2 separate regions of the Mus musculus genome follow, and region 1 is linked to region 2. The links are chromatin contacts, called in public HiChIP or PLAC-seq maps. All regions are on one chromosome and are shown on one strand. Each heading gives the region's core, a stretch centred on a gene start, on an enhancer-like site or on the middle of the called end of the contact. The rest is flanking DNA. Distances are from core to core; before and after follow the strand shown.

Region 1 (6,622 bases), core at 1,239-3,738, 380 kb after region 2:
CAAACTTTTATCTTTACTAAATATATACAGTTTTTTTTAAAAAAATGTATTTCTTAGTATAGTTTCCATACCATTAGTGCTGTTGGATGTATACATAATCTTGAATGTATGGGATGAAGATCATAGGTGATACACAAAGATTGTGTAAGGTTACAGAAGTGCTGTGAACATCTGAAGATTTGGGAACTTCAGTGGTTCTGGAACCATGATGGGGGATGGTATCATTGTGTCATTATTTGGGGGTTAGAGCCTCAGTGTGTGAACCTGGGGCTACAATTCCATCTGTCACAGTGTAACTGTCTTCTCAAATGGCTAGTCTTAGGACATACAGTTGCTTTCACCACCCAGGTCTGGGATCTGTTTATTTTTCTCCGAGGACAACTGCCAGGGATGGTTTCAGAATAGCTAGAAGTAAAAAGAGACTGTCAACTCCTCATGGAGTCTTGCCCTCAAATCCCACAGCTGGTAAGAAGCACTGGCACTTTGCTTTGAGGCTTTAAGCAGAGTGATTAGAGACAAAAAGGCTTGATTTGAAGCAGTTCACTGTGAGTTCTTGCCTTCACCATGTGGTTTGGCTGTGGCCGCTCACTGTGGTTTGTTCCTGGTTTTTCACTATGAGGACTCTCATAAATACAGCGGAGAACATGGTGGGTTTTGCATGAGAAGAGACGCCTTTGCTGACCCCTCGTGAGAGTAAAAGTATAGGGCAGGGTCTGCTACCTCTGACAGGACTGTGGTCTGCAAGCCTGTGAGTGCTCTTCCTGGACTGTGCACGGTGTTATTTGGTGAAACACATCTTGTGCTCTGTGTGTCTTTATGACCAAGGATAGTCTACTGTTACAGGTGACCACATTGGAGAGTGGGGCTAACCTGTAACCATTCTCCATCCATATAGATTGGTTTGTTCATGGTTCTTTTGTTGCTTCATTATTTTGGTGTTGTTCATTTGTCTATCCTTTCATTCATTCATTGATATGAACTAGTCATCTTTCCTAATTATTTCTAAATGTCCAGTGTCTCAAACTATATCATCTTCTGGCCTTGCTCTCTGGCTACTATCCTCTTCACCCATCTTCCAATTCATCCTTGAAATTCCCTCTTGTGTCACCAATCTGGTTATCAGCCCTATTGATTCCTCCTCCAAAAGATTGCTTTCACTGGCTGCTCTATTCTTTTTTTTCCTTTGACTTTGACATCAGAACAGCTTCTGACAACTCTTGCCATCTGTTTTCTCTCATTCTTTGGGCCCTAACACTCAGTTGAGGCCACTTTTTGCACTTGGTGAGTCTCCACTGCCCCAGGATCCATCTCCCAAGATGTTCCAAGTCCCTGGTGTTACAGATGTGAACGTACATACTCAATTGTTGTCTTTGTTCTCCAAAACCCACTCTCCCCTAAGCTACTGCCATCTGGAATCACATACCCACAGCGGTTTGCTAACTCTGGTCAGGAACTTCTCTTAGACACTCCTGCCCATTGGGGCTGCTCAGGGCTTCTCTTAGACACTCCTGCCCATTGGGGCTGCTCAGGGCTGGCCCTAGACTGCTGGGCTGCTGTGTACCTGTGGTTTTGCATAGAGTGCAGCAGGATCCTGCCTCTACTTTATGGGAAGAGAGAAGATTGTCTGCAGAAGCCATTGTTTGTTGGGCAGCGCTGTCCCATTGAAATGCCATGTGAGTCACTCACCCATGTGAATGCCAGCCCCAGATGTAACTTTAAATGTTCTCAGGGCCGCATTAAAAGTGTAAAAAGAAACAAGTGCTACTGTCACGCTTTTCTTTACCCAGTATAGTGAGTTTGATTTATGTATATAGTCATTACAAACATAATTAATGTGTGACTAGACTGTTTATTTATTTATTTTTTTATTTAATGAAGTCTTCAGAATCCAGCATACAAGGTATATTTAACAGCACATATCCTTCTTAGTGCATTACAAACCTTTTAGAAATGTGCTTTTATTGTAGAGATTTAAATTACCAACATAAATAAGTTTTTACATATTTTTGATCAGTGCTAAATACTTAATCTATATGTAGACATAGAAACTAAAATCATGTTTTTGAGTGGTCTCTCACACTTATACACATGCACCCCCCCTCTACGCAAGACCAGACATTGTAATTATTGTTCTAAGCACATTACAGACAGTAACTCATTGAATTCTCGCAAGACCTGAACACGGCACTTTCTGCCTTTATTCTGGAATCCAAGGGGATTGGATTGGCTGGCTGAGATCACAGCCACCCAGTGGCTGGTCTGGAACTTCTGTTCTGACCATCTCACCCTCTAAGCCAGGCCACTATACCTTTGTTAAGATATGTCCAAAATGCATAAAATGGAACATAAACGTTCATGATAGTTAAGATTTGAGAAATGATGAAAGGCAAAAAAAAAAAAAAAAATCAATGATAGGGAGTGGAGCTTGGATGCTTGGATGTAGATTCATTCTGGAAACTACTTATCAGCTCCTTTGTGAAGGAGGCTCTGGAGTTGGGAAGGACTGAATGACTAAGACTGCTTCAGTGGCCTTGGAGAGGCAGCTCTGAAGGGTTACACTGTTCTTCGGACGACTCCCCTGCGCCCATCTGACATGTGGGAATGTCTTGAGGATTTCCAGGTTGGCTTTGGCCTCTTCTAGTGGTAGAAGGCAGGGTTGCCTCTTAGTCTGCATCCTTGGAAGCAGCTGCTCAGACTCCCTTTGGGAACTATGGCACGGGAGCGTGTGCTCCAGACCTTTGCAGACTCGGCCTCTGGTGTTTGGAGGTTACTCGAGTCTTGGTAAGCCTTTTGCACGAGCATTGAAAGTGCCTGGAAATGATACAGTCTGCCCATGTCTATCGATTTTCCTTCAAGGATATACCTCCGCTTCAGAGTGTATGAACTTTGGCTGAGGATTTAAGGATGTCTGTAAGTCAACAAATATTTTAATTATATCACTTAGGAGCCTGCCTGCAGAAGCATGCTTGCTGTCTTTCCTTTCTTCCTTCTGTCTGCTGTGTCCATTTTATGGCTAATCAGTTTACAAGCTTGTATCAAGCCTGGGTGTGTGAGGAGGGCCAGTCAGAACTGATAATAAATTGTTCTTATTATTGGGTGTGATGGAAGCCAGCTTGATGTTGACATAAAAACCACAAGCTACGTTAGTATTTTTTTTTTTTTCTAAGCAAGAAATAAAAGGATTCAGAGTTATGCTGGAAAGTTTCATCAGTGAATTTAAAGAAACAAACTTAGCAGAATATAGCAAGATAGATAATAAATTGAGTCTTTCTGCCTATTCTTTCCCCCTTTCTGTGCTTTGGGGATTTCCCTTCATTTCTTCACTCTTGTGTGGTCCTGTGTTCAACCACTGGGCTTTTCTATGTGCTATGTTCACCTGGGCGCACACACTACCCTTTATGTCCTTGTTCACAGTCTCCCTAGGATCTGTTTTGCTTGGCTTTATAGATTGACTCTTATCCCTTCTGATCAGTCCTCGGCTTTGCCTGGGCAGAACTAAAGCGTGTTTGATGAACTGCCTGTGGGTCAAGAGTCTTGGTGTTCTTTTCAGACTTGATTGTGCCTTGTACCTGATACACTCAGTCATCCAAAGAAAAGCTAATTCTGTCTACAGTGGAACTGGATTCTCTCTTCACGACTGTGTCTAATGGGTCAGGGGTCCGTGCCTGAGGGAGAAAATATGTTTTAACATCCCGCATATTAGTGCATGCATGGCTTCCTCTTCATTTTGGGATCTGATTTGCTATCAGATTTGGATTGGGAAATAGAGACAGTTCATTTTTGCAAATTCAAATCGCTTTTTTTCAAGGTTAGTGTTTTGAAAAACTTGATGGACGCTTGAACATCCTTTACCTATGTCTATAAAACTCATTGATTTTTCAGCTGAGCAACTTTCCTGTGCTGACATTTGGTAATATCTAGAGACACTTGTCATGCTTAGAGGTGCTGCAATGGATGGTTGATACAGGCTGGCTGTTGCAATCCTGTAATACATAAGCCTATCCCCACAGCCAAGTGTTAACTAGCTCAGAATACCCCGAGTTAATCGGCCTTGGCCGGAGTGAATGCAATTTTCTCCACATAAGTGTTAGTGAAGTTGCTTTTAGGAGACCAATTTCATTCCTCCATTTTCATTAACATAGTGAAAGTTATACGTGTTTAGAACGCCTGAATACCACTTGTACATCTATGTCCTTAAATATGTAAAGGAGACACTTCTATGTACTTGACTCTTTGTGTGTGTGTGTAAAATAATGCCAAAGTTTGTCAGTCTGCTTATCCGTGTCCAGTCATCATACCTGTACCACATACCTAGGAAGAGCCCATTGTTGCATTGTGACACCTATCTGAGCTGTGAATAAAGTCCATTGCTCTCAGAAAAGCCCACTGATGTGGGGTAATAGGGGACCCTTTATCAGTTGCGTGAGCAATGGCTGATCAAAAGACATCAGTTTTCTTAGAAACTTTACACGGATGATTATCCAGAGAGATGTATTTTGTTATTACCAAAGTTCACGGGCTTGAGGGCTCAACCTGGTTTGTTTTGAGCTGGGCACGCGCGTTAGTGTTTGAATGTTTGATGTCTGCTTTCTATGGTCCTTACCCTCTTCAAAGAGAGAGCACAAATACCACAAATTAGACCTTAGGAAGGAGAAGGAAAGGGGAAATTCTAATTTGGCTGTTAGTTGCTGACTCCCAGCATCTACACAACTATGGATTAGCCAGCCTAGGATATGATGACTGTCTGATTTTTTTTTTTTCCCTTTGTAAATAGGCTCTTTCTTGATCAAGCAGAGGAAAAAAAAAAAGGACCCTAGCAATGTGGAGGAGGCTTGCCAGTTGGAGTTGCCTTGTCTTCGCAGCTGTCTGTGTTGTGTTGATTATTTCCTGTCCTTTCTTCTTCCTCTTTTGACCGAATTTCTTATCACCATTCTTCCGGTTCTGTTACTAGGATGAATACTATACAACACAGTGAAATTTCAGTGTTCTGAGATCTTAAATCTTATAGCTTATCTTTTCTCTAGCCCTATCTCCGATGGCTGAGGATCCTCTGGAAAGTTAATGGTAACTCTTGGGGGACAGAGGAACTGCTGAAGTTAGGTGAGGCTGAGCAATGTATGTATCTTTTTGTTGCCTATAGGCTATTCAGTGCCTTTTCTTCTTGGAGGGTGGGTAGAAGGAATCTTCTGTTGTGAATCGGATGTTTTGTAGATGAAGAAATTATCCAAACTGGCCGTATGCTCCCAACTGTGAATGGCTTTCTGGAGAGAGATCTGTGGTATGGGGATGTTTCTTGAAACCTGCACTCCACTGCGGTTTGTCTCCTGCCTGTAAGCATCTGCCTTAGGTGGGGGATATTTTGGCTTTTCATTATAATTTGAACTGTATTAAATTATATCATTCTAAACTTGATTAATAGGTTTATCTCAATTGGGATGTCTAAAGTCTTGATTCCTATGGGAAGTAGAGATTCTTTGTTACTGATTTGGCTAGTTACACAATTGCATGTATCTTCTCTTAACACTGTTTTGTGTTTTTGTGAAAGAGGTTGCCACAGTGTTTCTTACAGGGCTTTGGCGCTTTTATAGTTAGTGTGATGTAGTCCTTGATTGGTAGAACGTTTCCTTTAGGAAGCATGAATAAATGATTTAAGTGGCAGATCCAGGGCCCTGCTAGTGTATCAGATCCTGCACAGAGGTTGAGGCTGAAAGTGGGTGGATGTAGAGGTGACAGATCATGTTATTCTTCAGACCTCTCTTGTGTGGTGGACTACTGTTGGGATTGTATTTTGAATAAGCAGTGTTCACTTAGTGAGTATTTATTGACACCAACTGTGTGCCAGGGCTGTGGGAGCCAGCCAGAGATCTACCCCCAGGGAGCCTGTAAACTAGCCTAGAGATTTCTTTTAGTCCACACTCATTTCTGACCTTTAATCACCATCTCCACATTTGCGTGAGAGGTGACACTACACAAAGTCTCTCCCACCCTCCCTAACACCAACAGAAATGTAGTTCCAGTATTTTGGAGAAGGATAACTCTTTCCCAAGTTCCTTGGAGGTGGAGGCTAGAATGGTCACCTGAGAGTTGTTCCCTGGTGTAGCTGTGTACGTTGGTGGCTGCCTCAACATACTCATCCACTCATGTAGATATTTCAAGGACTCAGATGAAAGTCAGACCATTTGTTTGCACACAGTAGACTCTTGTTTTGGGGTTAGCTAAACCTGTTCTTTCTTATAATGTAAACTCTGCTTGTCTGTTGCTTACTTATTTAAAAAAAATCAGTAAAACTACTTATTGAAGGTTTTAGCTGAATATTGCATTTAGGTAGCACACAGATAATTTATTTCTTGTTTTGTTTGATAATGGTGTAAATGCACTAGCTCACATTTTGTTTGTTTTTATGTATGGATTTTGAGATAGGTTTTCAGGCCCTGGCTGGCCTGAAACTCAGAGATCCACCTGCCTTTGCTTCCTGAGTGCTGCAGTTAAAGACATGGGCCACCTTTTAATTTAGAGAGGGTTTATTCAGTCAAATTTCTGTTTCTTGTGGAACAGTGGGTTTTGCAGATCAACCCTGTCCAGCTAAGGCAAGGGCTTGTTTTGTTTTCTCCTAGGTCTGATT
Region 2 (6,806 bases), core at 1,206-3,705:
CTTCAAATTAAACTCTGATCCCTCTCTTAACTCAGCAGTCCCTCTTCACAGGAAGTAGTAACTTTTTTCTTCTGTCTCCTGCATCCCAATTAAAATGGTTTCCCTTTTCTGTCAGTATCTGGCCATTTGCTCGAAGCTACTCTTCTTTTTTTTTTTTTTTAATTAGGTATTTAATTTACATTTCCAATGCTATCCCAAAAGTCCCCCACACGTTCCCCCACCCACTCCCACTTCTTGGCCCTGGCATTCCCCTGTACTGAGGCATATAAAGTTTGCACAACCAATGGGCCTCTTTTTCCGCTGATGGCTGACTATGCCATCTTCTGATACATATGCAGCTAGAGACATGAGCTGGGGGGGGGGGGGCGGGTAAGTACTGGTTAGTTCATATTGTTGTTCCACCTATAGGGTTGCAGATCCCCCCAGCTCCTTGGGAACAACTTTCTCTAGCTCCTCTATTGGGGGCCCTGTGATCCATTCAATAGCTGACTGTGAGCATCCACTTCTGTGTTTGCTAGGCCCCGGCATAGTCTCACAAGAGACAGCTACATCTGGGTCCTTTCGATAAAATCTTGCTAGTGTATGCAATGGTGTCAGCGTTTGGAAGCTGATTATGGAATGGATCCCCGGATATGGCAGTCTCTACATGGTCCATCCTTTCATCTCAGCTCCAAACTTTGTCTCTGTAACTCCTTCCATGGGTGTTTTGTTCCCAATTCTAAGAAGGGGCAAAGTGTCCACACTTTGGTCTTTGTTCTTCTTGAGTTTCATGCGTTTAGCAAATTGTATCTTATATCTTGGGTATTCTAAGTTTCTGGGCTAATATCCACTTATCAGTGAGTACATATTGTGTGAGTTCCTTTGTGATTGTGTTACCTCACTCAGGATGATGCCCACCAGGTCCATCCATTTGCCTAGGAATTTCAGAAATTCACTCTTTTTAATAGCTGAGTAGTACTCCATTGTGTAAATGTACCACATTTTCTGTATTCATTCCTCTGCTGAGGGGCATCTGGGTTCTTTCCAGAAGCTACTCTTCTAAGGAGCCTCTGCTCCCATGTAAGGCAGGCTACACTGGTCTCCCCCATGTCTGTAAGCCTGTGCTAGTTTGAACCACTCAATATTCAAAGTCTTGTAACCTGAGCATGCAGTCAGTCCCCTGTGTCTGCAGCTTCTGAGTCTGTGGGATCAACCCACCGGGAATCAAAAATACCTGGGAAAGAGGTGATTGTATCTGTAGTTGCACATGAGATATGTATGTATGTGTGTGTATGTATATTTATATATGTGTGTGTATATATATATATATTTTGGTCATAGTTGTCCAAACAATAAATAAGGTGACAACTACTTAAATAGTTTGTGCGTGGCCTTAAGTAATTTAGAGATGATTTAAAACCAACAAGAACTTGTGTGTAGGTTCTAGGCTAATACTAAGCCAAGTCATATAAGGGACCAAAACACCCATGAATCTCACTACTCAAGAGAGATAATGCAACTTGTAGATGTGTGTACCAAAGGATGACTCTAATAGTGCTAGTGCTTAACTGGATCTGACCCACATCATTGTGAGTACTACATTTCTTACTAAGGTTGAAACATACATACATACATACATACATACATACATACATACATACATACATACATTATATATACCCAGCATCTCAGTCACTGTTCAAAGAACAAAGGGATCCTTACATGCAAGTATAAGGTATTACTTAGATTTATAAAATACTCAAAGCCATTCTTTGGATAAGTTGGGGACATGAGTATGGGCCAATATGGTGGTAAGAAATGGCCCCCATAGGCTCATAGGGAGCGGCACTATTAGGAGGTGTGGCCTTGTTGGAGGAAGTGTACCACGAGGGGTGGGCTTTGAGGTTTCAGAAGCTCAAGCCAAAGTCTCAGTATCCCCTCCTGCTGCCTGCTGATTCAGATGTAGAACTCTCAGCTCCTTCTGCAGCACTCTATCTGCCTGCATGCTGCCCTGCTTTCTGCCATGACAATAATGGACTGAATCTCTGAAACTATAACCCAGCCTCAGTTACATGTTTTTCTTTATAAAAACTGCTGTGGTCATAGTGTTTCTTTATAGCAATCGAAAGCCTAACCACGGCAGTGGGCTAACAGATGGTGCTAAAGAATGAACATTAACATTCTCAGCTATGAATGTTCTTAGGAGATTTGTGTTGACGCAGGTTAATATTCAGTGATGCAATACCCAGAATTTACTTACAAACAGTGCAGATGCTGCAAACACACCCAAGCTTTCTATCTGGGCTAAGGGAATGTGTGGTCCATTCTGCCCCTCAGTCAATTTCTCTGAACGTTTGAAAATGTTCAGAATGGAAAGGAGAGGAAGTGAAGTTTGTGTGCATTACACTTAGGCCGCTTGCCAACTGTGCCTAACCACAGGGCAGCCTCACTCAATGCCTCCACCTTCCACATACACTGAGGCCCCGCCTTTGCGACCTCTTGTTCAGACACACCCTTTTCTCTGCTAGAAGGTTCTGCATACACTTGCCTGGCTGATTCCTTCCATTCTTAAATGGCGCCCCCAGGAAGCCCTCCCTGATATGTCTGTCCAGCCAAGTCCTAAATCACTGTGGTTCTTTACTGAAAAGCCTATTACACCCTTAACCTTGCTGTCCCTGAAGCACAGACACTGCACTGCACTCATTACTTTCCTTCTTCAAAGATCTATTTGTGTGTGAGTGTTTTGTGTGCTTGAACATGCATTTGTGTGTGTGTGTGTGAGGGGAACATACACAGGTGTACATATACAGCTCTGAGCAGCCTGGGACTGGGAAGTAACCTGGGTCCTCTGCAAGAGCACTTAGCCACTAAGCCGTTTCTCCAGCTCTGTTACTAATGTATCTCCTCTAAGCATAAGGCCCAGCTCCTAATGGGTCCCCAATGACATTTACTGTAGAAAGATCACAGGAGGTTTGCAATGAAAACGTTAAGATTCCTATTTCAACAGGTACCTTCAAAGTCCTGCAGGATGTGCCCCTCCTTAAAGGGCAGGGTCTGTTTCTGCTGCTGATCCAACATGCTGTGAACTGTGATGAATTCGTCATCGAGCGCTATGACATAGGGGAAGCAAACAGCTGCCCCAATCACATTTTCTGACCAGTGCACAGGGGCACGCTGGGAAATCCCGGCCACGGTGGCAAACATGCCTAGAAAATAAAAGGAGGTGTCTTCTATTAACTATGAGGTATTCTTTGCCATAGAGATGGCTGGGTGAAAAGTAACTCTCCTTCTGTTCTCCAACAGGCTTTTTTTTAGATTTTTGTATTTATTTATTTCATGTATGTGAGTACACTGTCGCTGTCCTCAGACACACCGGAAGAGGGCATCGGATCCCCATTCCAGATGGTTGTGAGCCACCATGTGGTTGCTGGGATTTGAACTCAGGACCTCTGGAAGAGCAGTCAGTGCTCTTCCCCGCTGAGCCGTCTCTCCAGCCCCAGGCTTGCATTTTTAAAACAATAACAGAATATGTTCAGTGTAAAGAATCATATATGACTGTATCGCCGTGACGAGAACTACCTTACTCAGAGTGCAAATCATGTGTGCTTCCAACTACAAACGATACTTTAAACTGTTTCCACTGAGCTTACATGCTCATTTGCAAATGACATGTTCCCCACATGGAAGCTACTTAGGAAGCCTGGCACGTTTTCGTCCATGTCCACCACCCCTCCATCTAGGCTTCAGCTCTTTCCTTTTCACACATTTGGTCAACTTATTCACTGAGCACCTGCCATGTGCCAGACACTCCACTATGAGAGGCTGGCTGTGCTTCGAGTTGAGGTCTGAGCGCTGATTATTGGTGTCACCCCTTGCTTTATCACTGAGAGCGTGCATGAGCTATAAGAATACACATCACCTAACACAGAAAACTGGATTCGTGATTCAAGACAGACTGCCGTGAAGCATCTGTCCATAATAAGCTTGTGGCAGTTACGTACACTGGAAGGCAACTGCTATTGGGGAACACTGAGATGAATATTTTGACGCAGAGGTGTCAATCCATTTTAACTTTAACTTTTGAAAGCACCACACTGTTGCTTCCAAATGTTTAGACAACACTGAAGAAACAAAAGCATCAATGGCTCTTGTTATAACACAGGGTGGAAGGGTAGGTGGGTGAGGGGCCAAGAGCCCCACTGCTTTGGGTCTTTGCTGGGAAGCATGAAGCAGGATGATGCCATTTGCCTCATGAACCAGGAAGCAAACCCACTTAAATGGGGATGGAGGAACCTAACCTTTGTCAAGACTGACCCTAGGGCTTCTCTCCAGATTCCACCTGCCTAGAACAGAAGTTTTCAACTCGTGGGTTGCAACCCCTTTATGGGGTGCTAAATGGCCATTAGGGTGGGCCAAAGACCACTGGAAAACAGATATTTACACTATGATTCATAAAAGTAGCAAACTTACAGGTATAAAGTAGCAACAAAATAATTTTATGGTTGGGAGTCACCACAACACGAGAGCTATATTAAGGGTCACAGCATTAGGAAGGCTGAGAACCACTGTGCTAGGCTGAGATCCACCATTCTCCAGTGGCCACCATAGAGACTAAGACTGCAACACAGGGACCCTTTTGGGGACAGACAGGCATCCTGATCATAGCAAATAGTAACATCAAGTATACAAAATAGCGTCAAAAAACACTGAGGCAGTGAAACCCAGCTATGAATGAAGGCACTGCACTGACCTTCTCAAGAGAATCACAGAGTGCAGAGCCTCCGGCTAATGGTTCTGACATAAAGAGTGCAGAAACCAGGGGTCATGAACCACAGCTTCTGCAGCTTCACTGGAATGAAGGAGCAGAGCCCTAACTGCCAAGTGAAGTCAAGTCAAGCTAGGAAGAAGGCTAGGGATTGGAGCATGAACTAGACAATCGCTAAAGTGTCCCAGCTAGCTCTCTTTTTCTGGGCTACCAAAGGAGCCTTAATGTTGTCAGCATGCAACCTAAGAGATTTGGAAAGGGCACAAGAACTTTTAAAACCATTCTTCTTGGCCATGTCCCTTCTGGTTCAAGCTTACTTGTGATCTAAGCCCACATAACATGAAGAGCAACTGCATTGTTTTCTGTGTCTGAGAAGCACCATCAAGGGGGTTAGTCAAAGTATTATATAAAAAAAAATCTGGTCAACTTGTGTTATGAAAGGTCATGCATGGTCTCTTATGACAAGAGTGGTCAAAAACTACACTTAGAGAGAAAGGCAGAGTCAAAAATAGAAATAGGCGTCATGCTGAAATGTGCATTTACAATCTTGATAGTAATTTGTTTGAACTCTTAATGTCTGGAGCCATGTAATGATGCTATTTGTAGAACCTATATCTGCATATGGTATACATAAGAGACCTTATATATATTCTGTCTATTTACTTATCACTGTATTTACTACAAGCAAAATGATACTTAAGTGGGTTGGTTCATTTACCTATGACGCTCATACAGTTGAGACATAGTAAATTGGAGGGAGCGGTGAATGCACCCAATAATCCCTTTAATCTGACACTGACCAAGAGAGGAACATGGGACTCCAACAGCGTCCTTGGGAAGATGTCATAACCAGAGCATCTAGGGCTGCACTAGAGGACCGGTGGAATGAAATGGGAATCCCAGACATAGATACAGTGTATCATAGAGTTAGTGTCTATCAAAGGCAGCCACCAAAACCAGCAACTAAGGGCTCTGCCAACAGCTTGTGGGAATAGTGGACAGTCATATAAATAAAATAGCAATTGAAATCAGTTCTTTACATGGTAAGACAGGAGACCACACAGATGAGCATCAGAAAATACAAATGACTATATAACCTGGAAGACAGGGAAGTCTCCTAATTACAACTCAAAAATCATAAAGTAAAAACTCAAAAAGTCGGCACATTGGATTATACGGGACTTTGTAAATAACCCTTACCAAGGGACACACGGTAATACCCGGTGCATATGTATACATGCCTTCCATAATTTTTTTTTCTTTTTTAGAGCAAAGGACATTGGGACCAAGCATTTTCTTCTTCTATCAAGCTGCGAACAGACATGGAAGAGTCTTGAATACATAGTCAAGTAAAAGCAGCCACTTTGAAAGGCTACATGTCATATGATTCTAGAACACATTCCAAGACCAACTATGTAGACAGTCCAAGCTTAGTGGCTGCCAGGAGATAGGATAGGAGTTCATGGTGACTAGGTCAAGCTTAGGGACTTTTAAGACAGTGTATGATATTGCTGTAGTGGTTACAAGTCACTGTATACTTGGGCAAACCTGTCAAATGTTCATCACCAAGAATGAGCCCTAGTATAAATTCTAACTCTCTTTATTAATGAGGTGTTAAAGAGGGTCACTGATTAAATCTGAAAAATCACTCTGGTAGGAAATGGTGACCCCCCCACAGCTACAATGGAATTTCAGCACATGTTGGTCAGGCAGACCTGCTATGACCTGGCCACTCATTTCCAATGCTGCCAGGCACTCATGAGTACAACCATATGTCACATGCCATCTGGGCCACAGCGAAGGCACGTGAATACTAAGTCTCCTAGAGATGCTGTTCACATTAACTGACCAACAGATACTCTGATGATTGTACAGTGCTGGAAGCACCTAATGCTGTGTTTCTTAGGACCCTGTCAGTAAGTAACAGCATATGTCACTGTGGAACCCTCACCCTCCTACTGCAAGGTGTGTCCAAAGGACCTAAGAGAGCAGGCAGGATGCAGGCGCCATGAGCAGCGACCCCCAGCCCTCCTCACCCAAGCCTCCTGGGCCAGCCAGCAGG

Evidence for each region. HiChIP or PLAC-seq counts read pairs in DNA pulled down with a chosen protein or histone mark.
Region 1: a contact with region 2 is called in a FOXA1 HiChIP or PLAC-seq map of pancreatic cancer cells. The contact joins two enhancer-like sites. A contact is called at or near these places in 1 of 115 datasets of contacts at active chromatin or transcription factors (pancreatic cancer cells) and 2 of 9 other capture datasets (adipose tissue and liver).

The regions. Positions count from the first base shown.
Region 1 is chr1:43,452,328-43,458,949 of GRCm38.p6, forward strand. All of the region lies in intron 1 of Nck2 (non-catalytic region of tyrosine kinase adaptor protein 2), which reads left to right. Among named protein-coding and RNA genes, the nearest start is that of Nck2, 9.9 kb to the left of the region's middle. Within about 2 kb of position 2,489, at least 17 of the 459 cell types and tissues checked have an H3K27ac peak or open chromatin away from gene starts, as enhancers often do. A contact at or near this core is called in pancreatic cancer cells, where this site is marked.
Region 2 is chr1:43,068,471-43,075,276 of GRCm38.p6, forward strand. It overlaps Tgfbrap1 (transforming growth factor, beta receptor associated protein 1), which reads right to left. Exons shown (of 12, transcript NM_001357299.1): 2 at 6,781-6,806; 3 at 2,991-3,185. Among named protein-coding and RNA genes, the nearest start is that of Gm28782, 17 kb to the left of the region's middle. Within about 2 kb of position 2,456, at least 37 of the 459 cell types and tissues checked have an H3K27ac peak or open chromatin away from gene starts, as enhancers often do. A contact at or near this core is called in pancreatic cancer cells, where this site is marked.